Linked DNA regions of Ovis aries: region 1 is linked to region 2. A link is a contact called in public Hi-C data. All regions are on one chromosome and are shown on one strand. The core of a region is the stretch at or near the end of the contact, and the rest is flanking DNA. Distances in the headings are between cores, read along the strand shown.

Region 1 (6,252 bases), core at 1,410-3,909, 130 kb after region 2:
GTTTAATTTGTGAATTGCATAAGTTGGCAGTACAAATAACTTGTAGCAAAATTGGGAAATCAAATATTTATATTTTCCCTCAAATGACTAGGTAAAATACACAGATTTGATATGAGTCCTGAATTCTCTATTAGTCTTCCGGTATATTTAAATGTACACAAAATAGAGAAAATCTGATACAGTCCTGAAGGAGAAGCAAACATTATATAGGAGAAAAGGAGAAAATTTAATTGCTTCTGGTAACCTTTCTGTTTTTATACTTGAAATATCAATATCTGCCCCCACCCCAAATAAACCCACCGCCTAAGGGTTGCTACTGTTAAAATTTTGGCATCTCTTATTTTGATCTTTTCCTGTATCGGCCTTTAACATGAATTATTCAACTTTGCATTCTGCCCCACTGTATTTCCTTCATTTAATGTTAGTGTATCATCATAAAATTGCCTTTTTAAAACAACGCTATGGTAATACAAGCTCCAGTCTCAAAAGGCAAGTAAAACAAAACAGAAAAGGGTTATTTCACCTCTCTGAAGTTAGACATGATTCAGCATTAGTCTCATCATATGCATGAATGCATATGCATTTTTTTTTTTTAAGTACTAAGTACTCAGGGCTCAGATCTAAGAGATAACATACCACTCATCACAAGGGGTAGGGCGGAGGAGATTTCAGAAGTTCTACAAAAGGAAGCCAGGAGGCCTGTGGACATTTCACAATTGGAAGAGAACAAAATGAAGGTCAAAAACAAAGCTTCCATTTCTTTACTTTGTGTGGAGAAGAAAACGTATCTCATGTGACTGTAATTGCATTTTGTTACATAAATTAACATTTATGGGAATACTTCTGTTGGATCTTGGTGTATCCATGGCAGTGTTTTTCACGGGTTGCTCTCCTTGTGTGTTTGTTGCAGACCCCTGTAAAAGAGCCCAACAGTGAAAACGTAGATATCAGCAGTGGAGGAGGTGTGACAGGCTGGAAGAGCAAATGCTGCTGAGCGCTCTGCTGTTCCATCAGTTGCCATCCACCACCCTGTTTTCTCTTCTTGCTGCAAAATAAACCACTCTGTCCCATTTTTAACTCTTAAACAGATATTTTTGTTCCTCATCTTAACTCTCTAGTCCACCTGTTTTATTTGTTGTTTCATCTGTGACTGCTTGCTGACTTTATAATTTTCCTCAAACAAAAATTGTATAGAAGAATCATGTCTGTGAGTTCATTTTTAAATGTACTTGCTCAGCTCACCACTGCATTTCAGTTGTATTATAGTCCAATTCTTATCAACATTAAAACCTATAGCAATCATTTCAACTCTATTCTGCAAATTGTATAAGAATAAAAGTTAGAATTAACAATTTTATTTTGTACAACAGTGGAATTTTCTGTCATGGATAAATGTGCTTGAGTCCCTATAATCTATAGACATGTGATAGCAAAAGAAAAAAGCCAGGAAAACATTCATTTTCGCCTTGAATATGTAAATGGGGTTAATTTTGTCCTGTGCCTTATGTGGAAAGGAACTTCTTTGGTTTTTCCTTTTTTTGGGGTTTTGGTGGAAGCATGTGCAGGAGACATATCATCGAAACATAAAGCATTAACATGTTTGTGGTTTGCTTGGCTGTAATTTTCAAAGTAGTTAATTGAGGACAAAGGATAATACAGAAATGATCGCTTTGGTTTGCTGAGTCTCGTTTTAAGTGGCCTTGACATTTAAAACTACTCCTGCCACCAGTTCTTTTCCTCGGCCACTTTCTCCTCCTGTCTCTTCCTGCATGCTGCTTTATTTGCTTCTTCCCCACCACCCTGTGGTGTGAGTTATTTAAAAATGAAAGGGGTAAACTAGTGGGTTTGTGGAGTTTAACATAAAGCACTGATTTAACTTGCTAAGTAAACTGAAAGATAAATCCTAACTGCCTACTATCCAATGTCAGTTAACCATGTCCTCACCTCATTTTCTCACTCCCCTAAAGCTTCTGTCCCGAGTTCCTTCATTTGCTGTTGACTTCACGTTGCTCTTCTCTTTCCCGCTTTGTTCCCTTCCTGTCTCTCTCCATTGAGTTTATGAAATGGAGGAGTTAATTGCATGCACTAGTGTTTGGAGGGTGTTGTGGTTTGTCTTTCTAACTAAGTGTATAGCCTATTCACTTTCTTAGAATAAATATTTTAACCTAAATTTGAATAGTCTCCATTTTGGCAACTCCTCTAGCAGTTTGGTAGCCCAAAATTGTTTTTAAAAAGGTGGGAAGGAGGAGTGAAATTTATTAACATGTTTGCCAAATATATTGAGATTTGGCCTATGAAGAACACTTTTTCAGTGTTAAGTTATCTTTACCTTAAGATTTAGAAGTACTTTAGGCTGTTACTGATTTTAAGTCCTGTCTTCACATCCCTTTGGGAAACTTGTATTACCCTGGATTTGAAAAAAAGAACAACAGAGGCTTTTCATGTAAAGATATGAAACTCTAGGCTCTCTCTTGCCCTGCCATTTTTTCCCCTTCATTTTTCTAGTTTTGCTTTACTGCTTATCATTAGGGTAGGGTAAGTTAAGTTTGCTATGCTGCTAGCATCCTAAGATGATACCTTTGTTGAAATAATTGTGAATAGCATGATTCATTTCTAGCAGAGGCTGAGTTTAGGACAGCAGCTTCCATTGAAAAGTCTTTCTGTGTCGTGGATAGCATTTTAATGACCTCTTGGCTAACGTAAACAACATAGGGACATATCTGCTGTGAACATCCATGAATTTTCAGATTGTGCCCTAAAAGTGATTTCATCTGCCTCACTGGTGGTGGTTGTTAGGTTTTCCCCTCACTTGACTTTATCATTGTTTACTACTAGTAAAAGCAGCATTGCCAAATAATCCCTAATTTTCCACTAAAAATAATAATGAAATAATGTTAAACTTCTCAAAAGTTTTAGGTTAAATCTATTGTTAGATTAATTTTTAATGTGTTTGTTGTTTTTCTTTATCTGGAATGTGGCAGTAGCTTTTTTACTTTTAACCCTCTTTAATCCTTACTCAATTCAGTGACTTAAGGTTTGAGAGCTAAACACTGGGATTTTTGGGTAACAGACTGACAGTTTTGTTGTTTGCAATAAATTATAATCGGCATTGTACATAGAAAGGATATGGCTACCTTTTGTTAAATCTGCACTTTCTAAATATCAAAAAAAAAAAAAGGGAAATGGAGTATAAATCAATTTTTGTATAACCTGTTTGAAACCTGAGTTTTATTTGCTTAATAATAGGGCTTTGCCCCTTTTTCTGTAAGTCTCTTGGGATCCTGTGTAGAAGCTGTTCTCATTAAACACCAAACAGTTAAGTCCATTCTCTGGTACTAGCTACAAATTCGGTTTCATATTCTACTTAACAATTTAAATAAACTGAAATATTTCTAGATGGTCTACTTATGTTCATATAAAAACAAAACTTGATTTCCAACTGCGTGACTTGGTTTTCATTTATTTATGGAGTCTAAGATGGAAGATTCCTTCTGAAAATAGTGCAATAGCAAACTGGATATTAGAGGAACAGAAATAGAGGGGAATAACTTTTCAACTAGGGAAAGCTGGGAAGGCAATTTCAAGAGCTATTGTTGGAAGAAACTGCATTTTAGAAGCAGAATCATGCTGGCGTCGAGACAGACAGAACACACAACTGTAGTCACTTGCCAGCCAACACTACTAGACTGTGCCAACTACAACTGGAGTCAGCTGATTACTCAGGGGCACCAAGGTAAGGCTATCATGCTGAGGAGAAATTCTTGTTTTAGTAGTGACTGTCTTCTTACCTGAAACATGTAAAGTGTTTCCCACTTTTTTTGTGAACCATAAGAAACAACTTTGGCTTTTTGGTGAAAGAAATGTTTGATCCTGTATCGAGCCCTTATTAGTCAATAAATAAAGGTACACATTTGTTGACAAGATTATCTCTGCTGGACGGACATAGCAGAGGTTTTCTTATAACTAGTTTTTGGAAGGATCACCTAGACTGAATTTAAATACTTCCCTGTTTACCTCTCATCAACACAGAATTTTCTGTCTTAAGGTGGAGCCTGTGATTGTGCCTTTGAGATTGGTATAGGGAAAGGACACAGTAGCCTCTGCTGGTAGGTTTACCTTTAAAGCAGAAGGAATTAGTAATCAGGCAGATGTACAAAAGCCAAATAGTTGTGGTTTTAAGTGCTGTGTTAATAGAAGAGCAGATTCAATTGGTGAGAATAGTTGGGACGGTTTTTGAAGGAGGAGGCACTGGAGTTGGGTTCTTAGATACGTGGATTGAATGAATGGGCTAAGGGGAGGGTAAGAAGGGATCACAGGCAAATTAGAAACACGCTTTGCTAGTGTGAGAAACTAGAAATCCAGCTGGACAGTGTGTTAGGGGATGGGGAGTCCCTGTGAGCCCTGCAGTGTGTTTGAGGAAAACAAGTCTTAGATGGGCTGGAAGCAGAGGAACAAGGATTCTAGAGGTCAGATACAAGGTTGCTATTTTAATTCAAATTTGAGTTAAGATCCGACTAAAATGATGGCAGAGGGCAGGCTTAATGTACGGGGGATTATGTGAAGGAGTATTTCTTGCCTACTAGGAAATGGACTAGGTATTTGTGGCACTGTTCTAGGTTCTTTGGGTTGTCATCGACAGCCTGGTGAAGTAGTACCCACTTTACAAAATAAACTGTTTGAGGTAAGTGATTTGCTTAAGGTTGCACAGCTACTTGGTGCTGGAATGGAATTTTGAAACCAAGCTACGGCCCAGCCTACTTTCTTCACCATATCAGTTTCTCAGGATAAGGTCCTAAACTTTCGTTGTTACACTGATTATAATGGGGGTAATAAATACATGCTAGAGCCGGCAGAAAGAATGCCAATGTAGCCTTAATCTTATCGAGTTAATGTAGCCATTTAGCCCGACCTTGGTACCTCTCACAAAGAACAATGCCCTTGAAAAGTGCTTAGTTCAGTTTACTGCTTTTCTTCTTTAAAATCTGTATCACCCCTTATTACCAGCTTGTCCGTTTTGTTTCCTCCTACTTCACACCACCTCTTGGCTGGAAGTAAATGATAATGCAGTTGGTTTTCACAGATATCTTAATTAGCTTTCTGGGGAGATGTACTTTGAAGGGGACTTCTGTTACTTATTAATGGCTGCAGCAGTGAATGGTAGTAATGAAGTAAGTCAAAATATAGGGGAGGAAGGAAAAGGCAGCTGGGTATAGTTTATGCCAGTCTCCTAGGTTGATAGGAGATCAATATGACTCCCTAAGATTAAGAGCCACATAGGGGATATGAGTGCTCCAAGTGAAAGTGTTTTGCTGGGACACTGAAGTCCTAAACTTCCAGCACCAAGACAAAAAGGTAGTGTGTTCCTGCTGCACTTAGTTAAAGAGAGAATAACAGTTACAAAGGAAGAAAATCTGTAGCGCAGAACTCAGGAACTTCTAATATTAAATGTCATTGAACTACAAAGTGGAAAAGGCTCTAATGCAAGTTAAGAGAAACCCAGATATTTATGTATCTTCTGACCAAGAACACAATGCTTTCTATGCTGGGGCCATGTCCTGCACACCCGCCCCCCCCCCCGCCCCCGCCCCAAAAATCAAATCTCCGTCTGATTCTGATCAAACTTACCTAGATCTGACTACCAATTTTATAGGAACTCTGACAGGAATATATTGTTACATCAATCAACAAAATCCAGACTAGTAAATTTTACAGGACAACTGATCCAGTCTCTTCAATTAAGTTTCACTGAGAGGGAGAGAGAGATGGCAAATTAACAGAAGATGGAAAGGAAGAACAAGCAACCATAATGTGTTTAGGGAAGTACAGACATACTATAAGGAACATTAAGGAAATGACTAAAAGGCAGGGGTATTCGGGTGGGTTGGTTTAGTCGCTAAGTCATGGAGTGAAAAGTCATGGGGGCACACAGCAGGGTTTGGGGGACAGTAAAATCAAATCTTGGTCATGAATGTTGTTCACAAGGGTGTTCGCCTTATTACATATCTGCATGATTGTCAACATGGGTTTTAAAATTTGTATTTACCTATAAAGGGTGCTGTGTGTGTTTAAAATGGTACACAGTCTGCAGGAACTAGAACCAGTCAGAGGGTGTGCAGCCAAGACCAACACTCACAATCAGGCTTAGCAGAATTGGTCTATCAAGGTGCTACAGTGCCTGCTGCTGAGTATCATACTCCAAGAATTCTCACTAAAACTACAGCTGCCACCAATGCAAAATCTTTGCTCATTTCA
Region 2 (6,597 bases), core at 810-3,309:
AGCCAAATTTTTAGGCTTTCCAATAACAAAGAAAACACTGAATCTTTCTCTCTTTGCCTTACTAGGCTGCTGCTGCTGCTGCTGCTGCTAAGTCACCTCAGTCGTGTCCAACTCTGTGCGACCCCACAGACAGCAGCCCTCCAGGCTCCTCTGTCCCTGGGATTCTCCAGGCAAGAATACTGGAGTGGGTTGCCATGTCCTTCTCCAGGTGCCTTACTAGGCAGGAGAGGGAATAAATCAACAGTAAGCAAAGATACCAAGTAGAGGACTTCTATTTTACAAGCTGTTACTGGTATCTACTCTAAATATTATTTAACATGTGCTATTTTAAGATAGCTGTTTTAATTTTTTTAAGTCTGTGTATGGTTTTTCAGTGTATGCACACCACTTTATTTTTGCAAAAAGAGAAGTTATTTTAAAAGTTAAAAAAATTTTAAAGTTATTTGAGTAAAAGGAAGAAAGCAAACTTAAAAAAGCAGCAGAATAAAGAATGAAAATTCATACACATTAAGCAGAAAGTGTATTTTAGCTTCAGGCAAAGTACCACCATGCTTTGAAGTCTGAATTATGTGCTTAGGCAGTCAAGTAAAAATTGCAGGGACAATGTTTTGAGAAACAAATAAACTCCTCTGAAGCATGAAATTTTCAAAACTCAAATCAAGATCCCTTTTCAGTTCCAGATTAAAGGAAGAGGCATGATTAAATGCAATGCACCATCACAGGTGGGCTGGTGTGGGTGGGGAAGAATTGCCTTAATGGATATTATTGAGCTAACTGGCTAAAATTGAATATTGTTTGTTGTGTATTCGTCTGGTGTCAATACAGAATTTCCTGAATCTGATCACTGTACTGTGGTTATGTAAGAGAATGTCCTCGTTCTTAGGAAATATGGGTAAAAGGTTGACTGTCTGCAACTTAATCTCAAATTGTTGGGGGCAGGGGATTAATCAAGCAAGATGTGGCAAGATGCTAACAACTGGGGAATTTTGGTGAAAAGCACACGGGAATTCTTTGTATTATTCTTGATTTTCAAAATTAAAAATTCAAATATAAATCAACTATACTCCAATAAAAAATTTTAAAATAAAGTTAGCCAGTAAGAAAAAAAAAAAAAAACACAACATACCTTTTCAGAGCTTCTCTCATCCATCTCTATCTAATGTAAAGAAATTCTTCTACCTACAAACTTTCACCTTAAGAACTTTGTAAGCACAAAATAACCTTACAAAACCTCACCAGCATCTTCCTCCAGTAGGTGGCAATGAACAGTAGTTTCTGAACCTAGCTTCCCAGTAGAATCAGCTGGAGGCTTTGAAAAAAACAATTAAAAAAAAAAAAGTCCTGGGATCCACCCATACGACCCCTTAAATCAGATTATCTGGAGCCCAGCTCAGAGGTGATTCTAGATGCAGCCAGGGTGGAAAACATCTGCAATAAATGATATACTACTACAGGTCTCTACTTAGACTGGAAAGGTGGATTTTAACTCCAAACTGACCCCATTGAAAAGTCCTTTACTCATGAACTGGCTGCTTACCAACTTACACATGGGGTATGTATGTCAAGATTGGTTCTTCCCAAAGAGTAATGGAAATGCAAACACTGCAGAGTAAGCTAAAGCAAGCAGCTTTTGAGGAATGAGCCAAATTTTTAGGCTTCCCAATGACAAAGAAAACACTGAATCTTTCTCTTTGCCTTACTAGGCTAGGAGATGCAATAATTCAACAGTAAGCAAAGATACTGATTGCAGGACTTGGGCAGGATCAGCCCTTCAGAAAGTAGGCAAATCAAGTAGGCAATCTGATGCTCCAGTGAGGAGTTACGGATCTCTAAAATTAGCTTCCCACTCCAGCTTTGGGGAGACTCTTGCCCTAACTTGGTATTAATATTCCTAGGATAGATAAAGAATTGCCGGGGAAGTGCACTGGTGTCCTGCCTCCGGAGCACCTCTGTACCCAGATTTTCAACGAAGGGGCAGTGGTTCGGCTGGGTGAGGCAGTCACTCGCTGGGTGTGCCTGTCCAGTCTTGTTCTTCAGGGCCACCAGCAGAGGGAGCTGCACACCCAGCCAATGGATGCAAACTAAGAGCTAGGACGTAGAAACAGGTGGAAATGCTGAATCACCCCGCTGAGTAAGGCTACAAAGACCTCACCTGTCTGTCCTTTCTTGATCCGGTTCCTTTTCTGTATTCCTCACTGGACTGTGAGCTCTGACTGTGTCTTATTGACCTTCTGTCTGCAGAGTCTCCCACAGTGTCTGACACACAGTAAGTGCTTGGCAATATTATCTATTGATGTTGTTTTGGGCATCTGACAAACGAATATTCACCAGACTGGCCACATGTTAGCCAGCTAGTATTCTCTGGACCAACGAGACATTGTATTTAACGTTCCTTCCTTCATGGAGATCCCTGTATTTGGTCCTGAAAAAACCCATCCTCCATCTCCCCTAAGTGCCTGGCCACCCCTAATCAGGGGTGAGCTTGAGAGTCCCTAGGCCCAGACAGTGGGATGGGAGACTCACGCTCCACTAGGAACAAGGGGCTGGAACTTCCACTGCTCCTCCTCGCAGTCTAGGAAAAGCCGGTTCATGATCTTGTTCTTCTCCTCTGGGGGGATGAAGTTCTCGATGATCAGGTACCTGGGAGCAGGAATGAGGTAGAGATGGGGGTTTGGGGAGTGAGACCACGCAGTGTAGGTGAAGGTTGCAAGAGAAGAGACAAGCAAGATACAAAGAGGCAGAGGGAACAGAGAAAATGGAAAAACCAAAAAGTCGGGGGGAGGGGGTCCCTAGAGAAACAATGGAGCCTGGAAATCACAGTTTCTCAAGCAAAGATTATAGACTCAGGGCCTTAGGAGTTACTTCTGGGCAACACCCAGCATGCACTTTACAAGGTTCATCTAATGCAGGCAGAGGACAGAAAGGAGAAAACAGGAGGTAGAAGATACTCCAATGGGTCCCTCCCCCTTTCATTCCTTCCATTCCTATGGGTCATGGACATGGGTGAGGAGACAGAACTGAAGCCTTCAGGAAAGAGAGGAGCCTGTCAGGGAGAGGCCCGGAGCCTGAGAGATGGCTGTGCGGGCCCCCGCTGGGAAGAGAAGGGGCCCTACTTGAGCTTGAGTTCCCGGGTCTGCTCATTCTGCGCCTCCTCCAGGTCCTGCCGCACGCGGATGTACTCGTCGTGCTGGTCCTGGATCTCCGCCTTCACCGCCTGCAGCTTGGCGTAGAGCTGGCGAGGGAAGGTGCAGCTCAGAGGCAGTACGGAGTGGCACCCAACGAGGCTCGACTCCCCCAGCCTGCAGGCTCAGGGTCCATCAGCTCAGTCCAGGATGAGGCCAGGGTCCCCGTGTGAATGTCCCTCCATCCATCAGGTCGGGCTATTTTAAGGGCTGCCTCGTCCCTCCTACACCGCTCACTCTCAGCTGCTGTCCACATCGTACAATGCTCAAGTTTGATGGGACCTGGGGAATCTTCCGGTCCAACACCCTCTTTTTATAGATAGGAAACTCAGGCACAGGTTTGCTCAAGGTCACACACAAGGTGCAGAAGAGCCTGAATCAGGACCTGAGTATCAGGACTACTGGTCCAGGGTTCAGGGGAGCCTCAGCCAGTTTGCAAGGTGGCCTATCCCACTCCAGCCTCTCCAGTGGCTCTCAAAAGGAGGGGTGTGGGGAGGGCAACCCCGACCCCACTGTCTGTCCCATTCCTAACACACCGCGAGGTATGGAAACTGGAAACTGCCGCTGGAGCTGGGCCTCTGCCGGGCCTGCTCTGGAGCAGCCACCTCAGCAATGTAAGGGCTTTCCAGGCTCTTCCAGAATCCAGGCTGGAATCTGTGGCTTCCTGCCTTAGGCCCTCAGCTCATGCGCCTGCCATTCCCTGGCCATGGACCTCACAGGGGCCTGGTGGCCAATACTCTCATCTCTGGAGGGCCTTGTGCTTCCTCTCTGAGCTCTCCCAGGCTCAAGTCTCCACTCCCCTGGCCTGCTCAGTGCCTGACTATCCAAACAGTGACTCACTGGTGACACTGCAGGACAGGGGCAAGTGACCCAGGACGAGAGCAGCAAACCTGCAGAGCGGAAGTGAAAGCATTCCCAACCTCTCAGGCCCCTCTTGAAGCAAGAGAAAAGGTTCTATTCCACCCAGACCCCTGCATCCCCTGGCTCCTCACCTCAGTACCCAGGCAACGTAACTCAAGGGGTCAGCGGTCAAGCAAAGTGGGGAGGGGTCGCTAAAGCACAACCTGCCTTAGGCAGGTGACTGCCAGGCCCTCACACACACCCAGACCCAGGGTCCTGCTGTGCCAACTTACCTTCTTGAGTTTCTTGGTTTTGACCTCCACCTCCTGCTGCAGGGACGTGTAGGTGCCCCGGAGCTCCATGGTCTCCTCGTCCCGGAGCATCATCTCTTGCTGCATTTCCCGCTCACGGCGTTTCTAGGTCGGGGCAGGGGACAGGGCTCAGAGGAGCAGCACATACCGGCAAGACCCAAGGGAGCTCTGCCTGTCATGGAACCTGGCTCCGTCGTGGCCACAGGAGCCAGGAGGACACAGAGAGGTTCTCACAGCCCAGGTCCATCGCTCCCACCCCATCCTCAGTGGAGGCCTCTCTGGACCTTCTTCCCAGTTCACAGGGCCACGCTTTTGCAGGCACTGCCCCACATGGAAGGAGACCCCGCCCCTAACCGCTGGGGCTTCCAGGGCCGTCAACCACATCCACTGATGCCCAGGTACTGGCTTTTCAGCTGTCTCAGCCTCTCCTGTGTAGTATCACAGCTGATGGGTAAGACCAACAAACTGTGGTTCTTGATGCTTTCGGAAACAGTTGGTGAAGAACTCACACCTTTGTGGGAGGTTTGGGAATTAGGATCGGGTGCCCTGTAGAAGCTGACATCATAGAGAGCCAGCACCTGGGCGGGTGGACCCATAGGATGCACAGAGTTAGGTTTTCAGCCCTGTAATTCCAGGGACCCTGAGTTCATGATGACTCACTGCCTTCAGCCCCCCAGACCTGACCTCAAGGCCATGCACCACCCCCCAGGGACCTGAAGCCCCCAGCCCCACCTGCTCGGCAATCTCCTGCCTCTTTAGTTCGAGCATCTTCTGCTGCTCATTGGTGTGATCCATGATGTTCCTGCCCCCGATGAGCAGCTTGCTCTCCATGGCCTGGGGACACAGAGGGGTAAAGAGATGGGTTTTCAAAGGGCCAGAGCAGCCCCAGCTTGAGAGGTTTGGCTTCCCTGCCCTTCAGGGCGAGAACAGAAGATATGTCCCAGATGGGGGCTCATGACCCTCACCAAGAAGGAAGTTTTCCCCTCTAGCCTCGTGGGCCCCAGCACAAGGCTCCCACTGTAAGCAAGACCATTAGGTGAGACAAGGCAGGGAAGCCCTCAGAGAATACAGGGCACCTGATCTGTTTGCTTTGGATACGGATGGAAGGCTGGTTCATCATGCCCGGGGAAGGGAATGCGGGCGGCAATCTAATCCTGGCAACCAGGACCAGCTGGTGTTCAGGAGGCAGGGAGATGCAGGATACAGTCTCTGAGCAGCCTGGCCCTTTAGCTAACTGGCTCCTGACTCAGGAAGGGGGCTTTCATTCAGGCAGCAGGAAAGGGTCTGCTCTTCAGCTGGAAAACAGAAGAAAAGACACAGGGAGAAGACTCCCCAGCACTGAAGGGCATTTGGGGCCCCAGAAGCAGCCGGCGTTTGGAGATGGCCAGAAAGACTTGAGCTCCACCCACTCACTGCAAGGTCTCAGCCCAATTACCCTTCATCTCTCACATCTGTAACCCTGGGGCCACCCCTGCTCTGAGAAAGACAGCCAGCAGACATCCGCTGAGCGTTACTGGCCAGGTGCCTCCAACTTTACCCTCAGAGAGACCTCAATCAATAAGGAGGGCAGCTAAGAGCAACTGGCTTCAGGTCATGCAGCTGGTTAATAAAGAGGTGAACCAGTCTCCCCACTGAGCCCTGTGCTATGTGCAGCCCCTCACCTGGTGCTTGGCACAGACATTGTGTAGGTGCTCACTGAATCTGAAGCTTTAAGAATAACAGCCATGGATAAATTGTGCCAGTTGTGACTACATAAAATGCATTTTCACTGTTGCTAGTCTGAGGGTGCTGCCCAGCTGTTCTCTGATTTCATCCCAGGCCTCCTGGAAGGTTGAAATCACCTTGAGCCACCAAAAGAAACTGGCTGCCTCCCCACTGGAATTCTTCCCAGTGGAAGTTGCTGACCGACTGAGGGCTCTCAAAGCAGGGAGTGCTGGCAAAAGAGAGCAGGGGGTCCCTGTATCCCATACATCATGGATGACAGAGCAGGACAGGAATTGAAGGTGGCTTCTGGAGGGGGTCAGAGGTGGGGCTTCTCCCAAACCAGATGCTCTAGAGAAGATTCGAGTGAGGGAGGCACAGGGCCACAGCTGATGCCCTGCTTTTTTCTACCTGATTTAAAGACTGGGGATGAGGGTGGAGAGAGAAGCACAGGGCAAGGAATCAAGAGGAAGAAAATAATTCTTTTCTCCTCACCTGCTATGTGCCAGGTGTCTCACACTTATTTCTGCTCATAACCCTTTAAGCAATGGATCTCAAGATTT

What was found. A called contact is a pair of places that touch in the nucleus more often than the background predicts.
Region 1: a Hi-C map of hypothalamus shows a contact between it and region 2, with 2.8 times the contacts expected there. The contact joins two enhancer-like sites. A contact is called at or near these places in 7 of 16 Hi-C or Micro-C datasets (blood, hypothalamus, liver and 2 more).

Annotation. Positions count from the first base shown.
Region 1 is chr3:33,377,507-33,383,758 of ARS-UI_Ramb_v3.0, forward strand. It overlaps RAB10 (RAB10, member RAS oncogene family), which reads left to right. Exons shown (of 6, transcript NM_001161861.1): 6 at 911-1,347. The coding sequence ends at 994. Among named protein-coding and RNA genes, the nearest start is that of GAREM2, 24 kb to the right of the region's middle. Within about 2 kb of position 2,660, at least 1 of the 54 cell types and tissues checked has an H3K27ac peak or open chromatin away from gene starts, as enhancers often do. A contact at or near this core is called in hypothalamus, where this site is marked.
Region 2 is chr3:33,245,237-33,251,833 of ARS-UI_Ramb_v3.0, forward strand. KIF3C (kinesin family member 3C) reads right to left here. Exons shown (of 8, transcript XM_027966582.3): 2 at 5,066-5,167; 3 at 4,316-4,438; 4 at 3,114-3,232; 5 at 2,524-2,640. Among named protein-coding and RNA genes, the nearest start is that of KIF3C, 21 kb to the right of the region's middle. Within about 2 kb of position 2,060, at least 8 of the 54 cell types and tissues checked have an H3K27ac peak or open chromatin away from gene starts, as enhancers often do. A contact at or near this core is called in hypothalamus, where this site is marked.